Linked DNA regions of Mus musculus: region 2 is linked to region 1. A link is a contact called in public Micro-C data. All regions are on one chromosome and are shown on one strand. Each heading gives the region's core, a stretch centred on a gene start, on an enhancer-like site or on the middle of the called end of the contact. The rest is flanking DNA. Distances are from core to core; before and after follow the strand shown.

What was found. Hi-C and Micro-C count contacts between places; a contact is called where the count stands out from the background.
Region 2: a Micro-C map of embryonic stem cells shows a contact between it and region 1, with 3 times the contacts expected there. The contact joins the enhancer-like site here to the promoter of Nudt15 in region 1. A contact is called at or near these places in 2 of 484 Hi-C or Micro-C datasets (embryonic stem cells and liver), 1 of 115 datasets of contacts at active chromatin or transcription factors (embryonic stem cells) and 2 of 9 other capture datasets (liver and pancreatic islet).

What each region holds. Positions count from the first base shown.
Region 1 is chr14:73,523,927-73,526,551 of GRCm38.p6, reverse strand. It overlaps Nudt15 (nudix (nucleoside diphosphate linked moiety X)-type motif 15), which reads left to right and starts at 1,303. Exons shown (of 3, transcript NM_001360484.1): 1 at 1,303-1,492. The coding sequence starts at 1,338. It overlaps Gm41209 (a long non-coding RNA gene), which reads right to left and starts at 1,250. Exons shown (of 3, transcript XR_874819.2): 1 at 1,006-1,250; 2 at 643-715.
Region 2 is chr14:73,573,030-73,575,654 of GRCm38.p6, reverse strand. All of the region lies in intron 4 of Sucla2 (succinate-Coenzyme A ligase, ADP-forming, beta subunit), which reads right to left. Among named protein-coding and RNA genes, the nearest start is that of Sucla2, 22 kb to the right of the region's middle. Within about 2 kb of position 1,339, at least 16 of the 459 cell types and tissues checked have an H3K27ac peak or open chromatin away from gene starts, as enhancers often do. A contact at or near this core is called in embryonic stem cells, where this site is marked.

The sequences.
Region 1 (2,625 bases), core at 54-2,553:
CTTACACTTCCAAATTGCTGTTCATCACTACAGGAAGTCAGGACAGGAACTCAAGCAGGTCAGGAAGCAGGAGCTGATGCAGAGGCCATGGAGGGATCTTTCTTACTGGCTTGCTCAAGTTGCTTTCTTATAGAACCCAAGACTACCAGCCCAGAGATGACACCACCCATGGTGGGCCCTCATGCCTTGATCACCAACTGAGAAAATGCCCCACAGCTGGATCTCATGGAGTCACTTCCCCAACTGAAGCTCCTTTCTCTGTGATAACTCCAGCCTGTGTCAAGTTGACACCCAAAACCAGCCAGTACAGATGGCATCTCAATTCCTCAATGGAGATAGTCAACACTTTTAAAAATAGTTATTATTTTTGTTTCTCGTTTTAAACTGTCTATTCATTTGCACATTCGTTGATTGGCAAAACTTAGGACTTTGCTAAGCATACCTAATGGATACTGAAACTTTCTAATGGATTACTATGGTAGTTTAAATATGCTTGGCCCAGGGAGGTGTGTCCTTGTTGGAGTGGTTGTGGCCTTTTTGGAGGAAGTGTGTCGCTGTGGGAGATGGGCTTTGAGATACTTCTCCCAGTTGCTGTTTGAATCTTTTCCTGTTTGAATTTAGAACAAGATATACAACTCTTACCTCCTCCAGTGCCACGACTGCCTGGATGCTGCCATGCTTCCTGCATTGATTATAATGGACTGAACCTCTGGACCTACAAGCAAGCACCAATTAAATGTTGTCCTTTATAAGAGTTGCCTTGGTCATAATGTCTCTTCACAGCAACGGAAACCCTCACTAAGACAATTACTTAGGATACAAATTAAGTATACACTCAGATATATGTGTGGAAATATAAAAACTAACATTTCAAAGAGTTAAAGCTGTCTCTGGAAGCAGGGCTAAAAGGGATAGTGTCTGTCCTTGGGCAGTTTTGTACTATTGGGTTTCTAAAATTATGCACACATTAGTAGAAATAAAGTAATACTTTTAAAGTAAACCCACCCGTCCAAAGATTTAAGATGTCAATCTTGTTACAGCTGATTTCCCCAAGTTTTTCTTTTCATATTTCAGTTTTAGTTGATGTATATTTTTATCTACTATAATTTGTTTTTCTCTAAAATATGAATTTATCCTAAAGAAACTTAATTAGTCTCATTTACTTCCCCAAATCATCTTTCAGTACTCTTATGTTAGTTATTTATATGGTTGTTTCTGCATGATCTATGCACCAGGCGACAGGTGATTCGTGAGACACAACACTCAGCGAGCAATCAGCGAGGCTCCTGCCGGTTCCCGTACAGCTTCAACGTCACTTCCGGGGTCAGCCAAATGCTATGGCCGCTAACGCAGAGCCGAGGCGGCGGCCAGGAGTTGGGGTCGGCGTGGTGGTGCTGAGCTGCGAGCATCCTCGCTGCGTCCTTCTGGGGAAAAGGAAAGGATCGTTTGGAGCCGGCAGTTTCCAGCTTCCTGGGGGCCATTTGGAATTCGGGTGAGCAGGACGACCTCCGGGAAGCGGAAGCTTCGGGAATATCACTAGTCCGCACGCCATTCTCGGTCCGTGTGACGCGCTTCAGTGCGCAGTTGAGTTCCGCGAGCTCTCTACGGCCCCGGTGTCCTCCGGGATCCAGCCAGGAGGGGGTGCTGTGCCAGTACCCGGGCCCCGTTAGTCCTCGCTCTGCCCTCTCCTGGCTGCAAGTGGAAGTCGTTTGTATTTCTTAGTGTTTACAGAGAAAGTGGATGTTAACTGGGACTTTTCCTTTTGCCCCATGAGATTTAAATATATCAGAGTTTTGTGAGGCTGGCCCCGCCGCTTCTGCGATGTGGATGTGTCAGTCCCACAAAGGGGGAAGGGTAGCTAAGTCAGTTTCTGTGCAATCGTGAAGAAACCCTGGCTCTGCTCAAAAATGTGTTCTAATCCGAGAGTGTGCCTTAAAATACAATAAAAGTATCTAAGACATCCAGATTCGGTGTGATTTCCTTTAGTCTTGTATAGTAATATAAAATAATGTAGTGTTATAAAACACTTGGAAGGTAAAGCTTCAAGCCTTCCTACGCCTTATCTAACAAGCACCATACTTGATTCTGTAGACAATTTCAAAGGAAATCTGAGACTTCCTATTATGTAATTATCTGGGTCACTATTATCTAATAGGCTTATTTAGTTATAAGAGACCGAGATCTGCCTGCCTCAGTTTTCTGAGTGTTGGGATTATGGCGTGATGGATTCACTGGATGGAGGAGCCTCTCACTGGCTCTCCATGACAGGGAAACATTACCAGGCTGACAACTTCCTTCCTCTTGATGGTAACCTGTACTTTCCTATGTGGCCTGGAAGTACAAGTGTTGCATGCCCCTTAATGCTAATCATCTCTTTCTCTGTTGCCTAATTGCCTCAATTTTTAGGCTTAAACTGGAATTTTGAAGCATAAGGAAGGCATTTAATGCACTTTCAAAACACAACCCGAAAGGAACATTAATTAATGTTTCTTTTTTTCCTGGGTACAGTTGACTCAGAAGCCTGGGTTTTGTTGTTGTTGGGTTGTTTTTTATTGTTGTTTGTTTGTTTGGTTGGTTGGTTTTGTTTTGGGTTTTGGGGAGTGGTTTTTGTTGGGTTTTGTTTTT
Region 2 (2,625 bases), core at 90-2,589, 49 kb before region 1:
GGTATTTAAAGGAAGAAAGCACAACTCAAGGAGGTAGGGAGGGCATTGTTGGAAAATACCAAAAATACCAGTTAAGAGTCACAAGGAAGTGCAAAGTCACAAGAGTCACAAGTAATACCTGGTAATTGTGGGGGTTATTTCGCAAGACAGTTTCTAAGAGCCCCTAACAATAGCACATTTGCATAGCGGATTCCAGCAATGGTCAGGGTGGGTCAGGGTGACTTTCTTTGAATGAACACTTGAACCCAGAAAGCGGGTGGGTGGAGGAATGTCGCTATCTGTTTTAAGATTAGCATACCTTGGAGCATTGAGCCACAGAGGTCACATTCTCAAGCCTTGGCCTAAAGGCCGAGGATTTTGCTTTTATGTTATACTTTTTCAGCACAAACAACGAAACCCAGGGAAAGTAGATGGAAGGTGAAGAAACTAGCAATCCAAAGGTAAAGAAGGACGGACGAGACGGACACTGTGGGCCCAGTCACCAGAGCGTCCCAGGAAGCGGCCATGTTAAGAATCATGACACACTAAATCCAAGAAGTATAACACTAGCTACTATAGAAAAAGCAGGTCACAACTCCATCCCTCCCCGGAGCTTTAACACCAGTAGGCATGCCTGCGGCTGCCAGTCATACCATCGATTGCAGCCGGGAGCCAAGGACTACAGTAGCTGCCCAGTACTGAGGCCACTGGTAGTTAAAGCCCAAAGCAATAAGCACAGCCTTAGGTTTCTGCCTTCTAAAGCCTGATGCAATAGACCCCAAGTACTCAGGGCTTGGAGATATAACAACCCTCTACGTTGTAAAATAGAGCTCTGGGGCCTTGAACACTCAAGGACTAGGGACCACTAACTCTAGAAAAGTTTCTCCAAGCCTACTCAAAATTTCTATCCAGGTAGAGAGAAAGGATGCCAATCAAACAACTGGTAACAGTTTGAACTTCAAGTGTTTAAGTCAGCAATAAAGCACAAGTCTGGGACAAGAGAAACTTATCAGTGGGCAACAAAATCAAATCCTTTTTAAATGATCATGCCTACATGAAGAACTGCTTATGAGGCCAGTGAGATGACTCAGGTGGTCACAGCGCTTGCTGCCAAGGCCATCAACCAGACTTCAGTCCCCAGAATCCATAGGATTTAAGGAAAGAAATAACTCCCTAGACGTTACCCTCTGACCTCCGTATGTATAGCCGACACATGCATGCATCTACACATAGGCATACAAGCCTACAGCACCCAGATACATATGAATGCTGTGGTGGTGTGAATACGTATGGCCCCCGAAGCTCAAGTGTGTAAATGCTTGGCCCATAGAGAGTGGGAGGCCACTATTAAGAGGTGTGGCCTTGTGGAGGAAGTGTGTCACTGTGGAGGCGGGCTTTGAGGTCTATGCTCAAGCTCCACCCAGTGTAATACAGTCTCCTTCCTCCTTCGGCTGGATGGACTCAGCTGCAGCAGCATGTCTGCCTGCCTGCATGCTGTCATGCTTCTTGCCCTTATCAACTCATGGACGCTGATATGGACTGACTGCTCATCTGTGTGGCCTCCAGATTTAGTGACTTTTTAATCCACTACAAGCAAATGCTTTTCTTTTCTTTTAACAGATTTCTTTGGTAGCTGAGGTGATACTGTGAGTTACTGAAGGCTTATTTTGTGTTTTCAGAAGAAATTTTTCTTGGTAACAACTCCCCCTTCCTTTGGCATTCTTGAACCTCACTAGTTTTTAACATGGAGTGGGCATAAGGAGCTCCTACCTGGTACACATCTCTGCCTTTGAATTAATCTGATATTTATTGAAAAACTGTTGAAGACATGCTTTCACTGAGTAACACTTTAAGGAGTACCTGCCTATAGTCCTTACCTGTCTTACAACCAGGCAAGAAAAAGAAAAGGGGGAGGGGGGTAAAAGCACCCAAAGGTGAAAATTAAAAATAAAATTGCCTCTATAGAGATAAGATGATCATTCTCATAGAAAACCCAAGAATTGCACACACATACAAAACTAAAATAATTTTAGCAAAATTCGATACAAAATTAGCAGGCAAAAAAAAATATCTGTTTTATTTCGATACACTAAAATAAACACCCTGAAGAGGCCGAAAGTGCCTCTGTAACAGCACCAACCTGAACAACACATAATACTAAACATAGCCAATGACTTTTATGCACTAAAAGTTATAACACATTGCTGAAAGAAACTGAAGACACACAAAATATGGAAAGATACTGACTGGCCCAAGAGGTGAGAGGAAGTGTAAACGTTCCTACTAACCCAAGCAACCCACAGGCTCAATGGAATTCCTACTAAAACACCAATGCCTAGGGTCTTCTTTCTCCTCTTCTCCCTCCATCTTTCAATTCATTTGCAAGCTCAGTCATAATGGGCAAAACAGTCTTGAGAAATCAAAGGCTGGGAACCTCATCTTTCCTGATTTCAAAATATTACCACAAAACTCTAATGATCAAAACAGTATGAAGCCAAGCATGGAAGCACATGTCTGAAATCATAGCATTGGGAGCCTGAGGCAGGAGGACAGAGACTAAGCTACATAAATAGACCCTGTCTCAAGAAAGATAGTATGATACTAGCCATAAAGACCAACGGACTAGCATTATCAGGCCCAAACAAT